Linked DNA regions of Sus scrofa: region 2 is linked to region 1. A link is a contact called in public Hi-C data. All regions are on one chromosome and are shown on one strand. Each heading gives the region's core, a stretch centred on a gene start, on an enhancer-like site or on the middle of the called end of the contact. The rest is flanking DNA. Distances are from core to core; before and after follow the strand shown.

Region 1 (4,819 bases), core at 2,142-4,641:
GCCTTGATTACAGCATGTGGACATTCCCTGGCCAGGGATCAAACCCCAGCCACAGCAGCAACCTGAGCCACTGCAGTGAAAACACCAGATCTTTAACCCACAGTGCCACAAGAGAACGCACTTTGAATTCCAGCTTGATCAGTTACTAGTTTCCCCATGTGGGAAATCAGGTTACTCTCTGCCTCACAGGGTTATTGCTATTTGGGTATGATATGAAATAATGAACATAAAATTCTCAGTACAGGGCCAGGCACATGCTAAGCATCCATTATAGGTGGCTAGTATTGCCATTATCATGGAAGAAATAAAAGGGCGGAAAGAGAAGTTTGTGAGACGATGAAGAAACTAACCACTCCCATGTAGCAGCTGAGCTAGCCACAGCTCCCCAGATTATATCATTAACCCAGATACAGAATCACTTTTTTTTTTTAAGGTCCACACATGTGACCTATGGAAGTCCCCAGGCTAGGGTTATCATCTAGAGTTATCATCTGACCCAGCAATCCCACTCCTCTGGACATATCTGGAGAAAACCCTAGTTCTAAAAGATACATGCACTGCAATAGCAGCACTATTCACAATAGCTAAGACATGGAAGCAACCTAAATGTCCATTAACAGAGAAATAGATAAAGAAGATGTGGTATATATAGACAATGGACTACTACTCAGCCATAAAAAAGAATGAAATGATGCCATTTACAGCAACATGGCTGGACCTAGAGATTCTCATACTAAGTGAAGTCAGACGGAAAAAGACAAATATGATATCACTTATGTGTGGAACCTAAATATATGATACAAATGAACTTACTTATAAAACAGAAACAGACTCACAGACATAGAAAACCAACTTGTTTCCCAAAGGGGAAAAGAAAAGAAGGGATAAATTAGGAGAGTGGGATTAGCAGATATGAATTACTATGTATAAAATAGATAAACAACAAGGACCTTCTTACAGCATAGGAGCTATATTGAATATCTTGTAACAACCTATAATGGAAAAGAATCAGGAAAAGAATGTATATATGTACAACTGAATCATTTTGCTCTACAACAGAAGCTAATACAACATTGTAAATCAACTGTACTTCAATTTAAAAAAAACACACGGGGAATTCCTTGGTAGCACAGAAGGTTAAGGATCTGCCATTGTTACTGCTTTGTTGCAGTTTCAATCCCTGGCTGATCCCTAGCCCAGGAACTTCAGCATGCCACAGACATGGCCAAAAGCAAAAAACAAATAAATGAAATAAATAAATAAAACCTAGTGGTTTTTTTCCCACCTACATAAGACCTTATTAGTAGCACAAATCTGGTTGAGGTGGTGCCTTAAGTATTAATGGCTTGGAATCGGGAGTGGGGTGAGGAGTGGGACTTGATTTTTGAATAGACTAGAGTAACTTTCATCCTTAAATTGGTTAAGGTTAAAGTTACTAAGAAACTGAACCATCAGAAAGTAAACCAAACAGTAAGTTTAGAGGGGTGTGGGCGGGTGTGTATGGGGAGGGGACTGTGTGATTTGTCCTTCCTTCACACCCTGGCAGGTGGGCAGAGTTGTGCTCCGGGTAAGTAAGTCGTCTTGCTGTTGCCGATGGAGCAGAAAAAGGTAACACGAGCTGGATGCCTTTCCAGCCACTCCTTAACATGCCTGATCCGAACTTCTAGCTCCCAAAATAATTCTCCTGACCTCAGCGCTTTTATTCTCTACTTGATCTTCCATCCAGCCCTACCCAGTGATCTTAACAGACGTGCCGACCTTAGGCCAGTCTAACTTTTCCTTATCTATGGCAGGAACTACTCTCTTTTCAGTGTCCTTGCGAGGATTCCAAGTACACATAGACCAGAAGGACATTTTCTCATCGGAGCTCTAAGCGCTCAGGGGTGGACTTGTGTGGATGTTCTACAACCTGTCCAAAGCCCCGGTGACTTACAGGACTTGTCCTTTCCAACATTCGGAGACTCTGTAAATGTACACTTTTTCTTCCTGATATACAGCACAGAAAATAGCAAATTAAAAACCTCCAGGAGGGGAGTTCCCATCGTGGCACAGCGGAAGCGAATCCGACTAGGAACTGTGAGGTTCGATCCCTGGCCTCGCTCAGTGGGTTAAGGATCTGGCCTTGCTGTGGAGCTGTGGTGTAGGTCACAGACGTGGCTCGGGTCCTGTGTTGCTGTGGCTGTGGCATAGGCCGGTGGCAACAGCTCCAATTAACCCCTAGCCTGGGAACCTCCACATGCTGCTGCTGTGACCATATTTAAAAAAAAAAAAAAAAGACAAGGCAAAAGACAAAAACCAAACAAACAAAAACCAAAAAAACTTCCAGGAGTTCCCTGGTTAACAATTCTAAGTTGTCGCTGCTGTGTCATGTGCTCGATCCCTGGCCCAGGAAATTTTGCAGGCCACAGGCATAGCCAAAACAAAACAATGCACCCCACCCCACCTCTGCAAAAAAACTCTCTGGATTCTTCCAGTCTGGATTTACTGCCCAGCACTTCACCTGCCTAGGCCTGGGACCCTCTGCAGGAAAGCTTCCTGGCTATAGCAGCTCACACCAAGCTCACGCCCTGTACTCTAGGAATTCTTTTGCCACACTGATTTGAAAGAGCACACAATGGGTTTTATCACCCAGTGTGTTTATTCTGTCTTTGACAGATGGCAAAATCTAAAGTAGGGACGAGATTTGGTTTTTCGTTTTTTGGGGGGTTTTTTTTTTGGTCTTTTTAGGGCTGCACCTGCAGCATATGGAAGTTCCCAGGTTAGGAGTCGAATCGGAGTTGTAGCTGCCCGCCTTCACCACAGCCACAGCAACGCTAGATCCGAGCCACATCTGCGACCTTCACCACAGCTCACGACATCGCCAGATCCTTAACCCGCTACGTGGGGTCAGGGAATCAACCCTTCCTCCTCATGGATACAAGTCGGTTTCATTACTGCCAAGACACAATGGAAACTCAAGAGATTTTTTTTTTTTTTTTTGGCTGCACCCAAGGCATGAGGGAATTCCTGGGTCAGGGATCAAATTCCAGCTGCTATTGCAGCAATGCCGGATCCTTAACCCACTGCGCCACAGTGGGAACTCCAGGAGGAGGTCTTGAGCTCCTCTTTCTCCCCTTGCACTGTCTAACATAATGCACTGGCACAGAAGGCGCTGGTAATAATATTTTACCCCTGTGTGACAGTGTTCCTTCCAGTTCCAAAACAGCTCAACTAATTATGTTCTGTGATTGAATCGTTATTTTCTTTGCTCTGAAAACAGAAGAGACATCATTCCTAGGAGGTCAGCTTGGGGTCAGAAGTGTTCAGTTTTTAAACGTTGTGTTTCAGATGCTTCACTAGATGACACTACCAGGGAGTGTCACATGAGCAAGTCCTGGTGACAGAGATTCATCCTGGGACTAATTCCAGACTCTGTTTGGCTTCTAGAGAGCCAAACCTTCAGACAGTTCTATTTATTAATTGGATTTGTCAAGGGGAGTTAATTCCTTATAAAAATACACAAGCAAGCTAGTAAAAATAACATTTAAAGAAGAAAGTTAAAAAAAATGTGAAAAGTCCAAATCGCTCAACTCAAACACAAGTTTAGAAAAATAATTCTATTAAAATTTTTCTAAGTATTTATCGGTAAAATGACTTTAAGTATTTATTCGATGTGCTTGCAGAAGAAGAGGGATATTAGGGATATTAGCTTAATCTCCTCAGAGACTAAGTTTTTTTTAACATTTTGTATAGCTTTTAATAATGAAGACTTTATATATGGTGGAAAGATGAAGCAGGGTTTCTTTTTCTTTTCTTTTCTTTTTTTTTTTTTTTTTTTTTTTTTTTTTTTTTTTTGCCAAGCCCACTGCATGCAGAAGTTGGTTCCCTGGCCAGGGATTGAATCCAAGCCACTGCAGTGACAATGCCAGATCCTTAACCTTTGGAGTCACCAGGGAACTCCAAAGCAGGGTTTCTTAATAGTGAATCTCCAAAAATCTTAAGCAAATTTTATATGCATGTCTTTTTTTCTGGAGAAAATCGAAAGCTTTATTTGGATTCTCAGAAGGGGTTGTTAATCAAAAGAGATTTAAAAACACAGGTAATCTTGTTACCCACTACTTTTAAATTTAATAGAAGATCAAGTTCCCGTTATGGCTCAGCAGTAACGAACCCGACTAGTATCCGTGAGGACTTGGGTTCCATCCCTGTCCTCGCTCAGTGGGTTAAGGATCCAGCGTTGCTGTGAGCTCTGGTGTAGGTCACAGATGCAGCTCAGATCCCGCATTGCTGTGGCTGTGGTGTAGCCTGGCAGCTGCAGCTCCGATTTGACCCCTAGTCTGGGAACTTCCATATGTTGTGGGAGCGGCCCTAAAAAGACAAAAATAAAAAATAAAAAAAGCTAAAAAATCCAAGCACACACATGTAATAGGAGAGATGTAGATTCTTTCAAATTACTATTATTTGAAGTATGTCTCATATTTCAATGCATTTTTCACTAATTTCAAAATAAACAACTCCAAAAAAATGTGCCTTTAACAATTTCAAAATTGAGAGAAGAAAACCCAAAACCCACCGGTAGTACGGCTGGCTTATATAAAGATCCCATTGCCCTGTGGAACTTGACAAGGATTTCTAGAGCTGCTCTTGAGAGCTTTGAACATCTGGAGCCCTCACAGGAGTGGGCTGCTAAGTCATTAAAAAGTGTTCCCTTTTTCATTTGCCTGATTAGCAACACAGTATCATCTCCCTGAGGTCTCACAAAACCCTCTACAATTCCTTGCCCAGTTCCCACACAGTGAAACCATTCTCTGGGCAGTTAATTAGGAGCCCTGCCTTTCCT
Region 2 (4,799 bases), core at 2,196-4,695, 86 kb before region 1:
CCACTCCTCAGGTGGCATATCTCTCTCTGTATTGCTCTCCATGTCTCTGTCTCTCTGTCTCTCTATCTCTCTGTCTCTATCTTTCTGTCTATCTGTCTCTGTCTCTTTTGGCTCTGTCTCCGTCTCTCTCTGTCTCTCCCTGTCTGTCTCTGTCTCTCTGTCTCTCTCTGTTTCTTTGTCTCTTATCTCTATCTCTGTCTCTTTGTTTCTCTGTCTCTCTCTCTGTCTCTCTGTTTCTATCTCTGTCTCTCTTGGTCTCTCCATCTCTGTCTCTCGCTATCTCTCTGACTCCCTTTCTCTGTCTCTCTCTCTCTCTGTTTCTCTGTCTCTGTCTCTCCTCCATTCTTCTTCTTGCCCCCACCACACTTTGCTTCTGAACATGCAAAGCATAGGCTTCTACCAGGGTTTCCCTCCCTTAATACCAGCGAAAATCTCCTCCCCGGGGATAAAATTTTTATCAGAATAAATGAAGCGATGTCCTTGAAATATGCCCAAGGTCAGAAGACCAGTTGTACACCTGGAATTGATAGAGGCCAGAAAAATGTTCCTTTCTGAACAGGGGACCCTCTCTTGCTCTCAGATCTCCCCCAGGTGGTGTGTGTGTTTGTGTGTGTGTGGGGGGGGGGTAGACTCCAGCGCATCCTCCCGGATGTCAAAGCCAAACTCCCGAAGAGCTGGCTCTCTGCACACTCCCCTGACCTCCTCTTCCACCCTGAGCTGGATCCGACGTGGTGGGGAACTTACACTTTCACGTTTTCACTTGCCAGTTCATCTAAAAGAGAGTCAATATAAAAGCATGTTAGCATCCATTGTACCAACTTTTTATTACCACAACAACTGAAAACCTCTTTATTTTCTACAGCCTCTGCAAGAAGAGGAAATGACTTCAGGTAGATGATGTGTTTAAAGGAGCAAGAATTAACCTCTAAATCAAAGACTCGAGGACTGCCATATTGATGCGAGGGCCCATCCAGGAAATCTGTTCTTTTTAGACCAGGTGAATCTCCGCGGAGGCCGCTCACTGCACAGTGGAGTTCCATCCCCCAGGACTTTCCATCCAAATGAAGAGGAAACCAGTGGTCAGTGGTCTCATCTTGGGACACACGGGACCAAACGCTGTGACACTGTCCCTTGGTCCCAAGTAGGATGGGGGGCGGCGGGGGCCAGGGCTGGCTGCGGGGAACTCTTGTCTCATCCTTCACACCTTTCCGGCCTCAGTGAAATCCAACTCCCCCTAAAACCCAGTTCCCCCATCAAGCTTAGGATGAATCTCTCCATCCAAAACTTCCTTCCCTTTCTTGTCCTCTCTGACCTCCATCCTGTGCTAACCAGACACGAATCCACCAGAGTTGAGTAACTACAATCGCGGTTGTTGTGAACATTGTTGATGCACTAACATTTCGGGTGTAGAAACCATCAGTAATGCACAAACTCACGTTGTTTCTCCAGGGCAAGGTGAGCTCACAGGCACCTCCAGACCAGCCCAGCCCAGCCCAGCCCTGGGTCGCCTTGCCACAGAACTGCAAACCAGGGCTCCCCAAACCACGGTGAAGAAATGTCACAGAAATGTCAGGAGCCCTTGATTAATCCCAGCCCCTTTGTTCTTTTCCTTTAACAACACCCCTGATTCAAAGACCCCGGTGGAGTGGCTCTGAAGCTTGCCATGCCCCTTGCTGGGCGCTCTGCAAGAAACCTTTACTTTGCTGCCAACTCCCCACCACCGAAACCTGGCTTCCTGTGTGGTGGACAACACAGGAGCCCTTCGTCCTGTTACATCAGCTTTTCCTCTTTCCTCAGAGATGCTTCCCTGACCACCCCCCCCCCGCCCCCCCGTCCGAAGCAGGGCCCATCTCTCTTGCTCTTTCCAAGCTCAGCTCCTTGCTTGCTTGCTCCTTCACAGCATCTGCCACACTTCATCATTGAGCAGTTCCTCTGTTCAATTCTCTCTCTCTTTTTTTTTTTTTTTTTTTGCTTTTTGGGGCCACACCTGAAGCATATGGAAGTTCCCAGGGCAGGGGTCAAATCGGAGCTGCTGCTGCTGGCCTACACCACAGCCACGGCAATGCCAGATCTGAGCCACATCTGCAACCTACCACAGCTCACGGCAATGCCAGATCCTTAACCCGCTGAGGGAGCCGGGCCAGGGATCAAACCCACATCCTGATGGATACTAGTCGGGTTCATTTCCACTGCGTCACAACGGGAACTCCATGTTCAATTCTCTTTTGTCTGTCTCTCCCACTTGACCGTAGTTCCCCAAGCCCTGCGATCCATCTGCCTTGCTCATTGTGACATACCCACCTCCCCATCCAGCTTGCACAGTCCCCAATAACACTGTGTAAATATTTATGGAATAAATGAACAGGTCTTCATCTGCATTGTCCAGCCCTGGGGTTCAATTCATGTTCGAGGTTTTGGGTTTAGCATTCTCAGAATACAGAAACTTCCAACAAGCCTGCTTTTTGTTGCTGTTAATTGAGATGAGTCAGGTAACAGTTTTGCAGAATGACTCCAAAGCTGAGCAGACCCCAGATGAACATGTGGCAAGCATCAGAGCTCAGGGCCCTAGCTCAAGCTCTGTTTTGTTTGGCAGGGAAACCAAGGCACCCAGAGAAACGAGGCAGTGATGGCCTATGAGTGGACACCACGGCCCCACTGCACATTTTAGGATGTGGAAACCACATAGCAACAAACACTTTGCAGGGATCCACTGAATGGTCAGATTGACCTGATCCTTGGCCATCAGAAGCCTCCTTTGTCTGAAGGGCAGAAAGGCAGGTCCCCAGCGAGGGAACACAACCAGCAGGCACCTGGAATAGAGTTCCTGGCAGCCCAGAGCCGCTGTAATTTCCTGTGGCTTGGCATGCTTTAACGGCACTGCTCATCCAGGAAGGCTGGGCACTGCTGCCAATTTCATGCCATCACTGCTTCCCTTCCAGTGGCTGTGGGTTACCTCCTCAAGCCCCACTCCACCCCTGAAGCTGAAGCTTCCTGCAGATACCTGACTCCTCAGGGCACCCAGATTGGGGAAAGGGGAGAGTGTTTACCTTCCTTTACTTACAGACATTCATTTTTCATCTAAAAACTGACCGGCTATTTCCTTAAGGGATTTTACTCTAAATAAAGCCCCTATACAACCAAACCTCCCTTACAGGTGACCCATAGAAATCCTGTTTTGTCATTCCAGCCTTCTCCTCTCCTTCTTTCCCTGTTTAATAACCCCTTCCTAAATTCTCACTAAACAAATGGCCCCACAGCCCCACGGTGGATTTATCTTGCTAATCTGGGTGCTGTCAGGCTTCCCGGGGAGCAAAAGCTAGCCCTGCATGCAGAGGATGGAGAAGTTTAAAAGCCCATTACACAAGTGCTCCACATGTGAAGCTCTTGTAATCAGTATTCACACAGAGCAAAAAGCCTCCTGCGGCCTCGGCTCCCCTGCTCCACCGCCCTTACCCCTGCCCCGCCGCCATGGCAACCGGACAACATCTGGGAGAGCGCAACGCCGCGCAGCACTAAACCCGGAGCGAGACCAATTACTTGTCCTCTTCGATCCCGCCCTGCCCGCTCCACTCCACCTGCCTTGTCTCTTCATTAATAGCCACCTCCTCGCTCTGCACCAGGAGGCAGAGGCAACTCTCACACAACCCTCCGCCTGCCCTTGACGCCCTCTTCCCTCCCCCAGCCCTGCCAGTTCCTGTCCTGCTCCTCCTCAGTTCCCAAGTTACACCCACTTAGCCTGAAGAGGCCCCCCCTCCAGGCTCCCCTCCTCCGTGCTACAGATGGTGGAACTGCGCGGCAGGGGATGGGGCGGGAGCCCAGCAGGAGACCTGCTGGCTTATCAGGTTTCTCTGCCAAAGAGTGAGCCAGAGTGGAGACACAGCCCAGCCAGGTGTCCTGGAGACACAGCCTGTTTAAAGGGATGCTTCCCTGCCAGCTGTTTCCCCTGCAGCCCATCCAGACACCTGATACCTGTTAAAGAATAACTGCAGATGTGAGCCTCCAAGCCTGGGGAGAATGACAGAGTTCAAGTCACTCTACAGCCTTCCTTTTTCCTGGATGTGGAATGGACAGGCCTAAAGGAAAATGTGAATTTCCAAGCAGGTGAAGTGTTCTTTCTACACATGTGGGCCAAGTGCTCCCCAGTTGTCGAATTTAAAGACATTTCCTGGTGTGGAAGAATATTCCTGATCGATAATATCCAGGCCCTGCCACAAGACACTCCTCTGGGAACTTTCCAAGAAAGATGCTGGCCTGACCCAGTATGACAGTTTTATTTTCCTGGGAAAAATATTTAAATCAAATTCCGTTTATTTAAATACTCTCTCTCTCTCTTGCTTTTTAGGGCCACACAGGCGGCATATGGAAGTTCTCAGGCTAGGGGTCCAATCGGAGCTGCAGCTGCCGGCCTACACCACAGCCACAGCAACATGGGATCCAAGTCACATCAGTGACCTACACCACAGCTCACAGCATTGCCGGATCCTTAACCCACTGAGCGAGGCCAGGGATGGAACCCTTCTCCTCTTGGCCACTGCTCAGGTTCATTACCACTGAGCCAGGATGGGAACTCTTTAAATATTCTCTTTCTATTGACTTGCTTTATCATGTTAAATATGAGTGAGCAAACCTCAAAGGACAGTGGTTGTCAACCTTTTAGTTGTCAATTTGTCTGAAGAGAGATTCGTGTGTTAATCAGTTAAGCATCTGTATCTGTATCAAAGGAGTGGCTAGCAACAGAAAATATTCGCAGAAAGATTTCTTTACCAAGTGCTTTGGTGATTAGCAATGGCTTTGAAATG

What was found. A called contact is a pair of places that touch in the nucleus more often than the background predicts.
Region 2: a contact with region 1 is called in a Hi-C map of skeletal muscle, with 2.1 times the contacts expected there. The contact joins two enhancer-like sites. A contact is called at or near these places in 10 of 47 Hi-C or Micro-C datasets (alveolar macrophages, blood, embryonic fibroblasts and 5 more).

The regions. Positions count from the first base shown.
Region 1 is chr8:76,291,638-76,296,456 of Sscrofa11.1, reverse strand. No RefSeq gene overlaps it. Among named protein-coding and RNA genes, the nearest start is that of TIGD4, 15 kb to the right of the region's middle. Within about 2 kb of position 3,391, at least 4 of the 83 cell types and tissues checked have an H3K27ac peak or open chromatin away from gene starts, as enhancers often do. A contact at or near this core is called in skeletal muscle, where this site is marked.
Region 2 is chr8:76,377,772-76,382,570 of Sscrofa11.1, reverse strand. It overlaps TMEM154 (transmembrane protein 154), which reads right to left. Exons shown (of 7, transcript XM_003482422.4): 4 at 745-772. It overlaps LOC110262137, which reads left to right. Exons shown (of 7, transcript XR_002346729.1): 7 at 863-2,378. Among named protein-coding and RNA genes, the nearest start is that of TMEM154, 25 kb to the right of the region's middle. Within about 2 kb of position 3,445, at least 20 of the 83 cell types and tissues checked have an H3K27ac peak or open chromatin away from gene starts, as enhancers often do. A contact at or near this core is called in skeletal muscle, where this site is marked.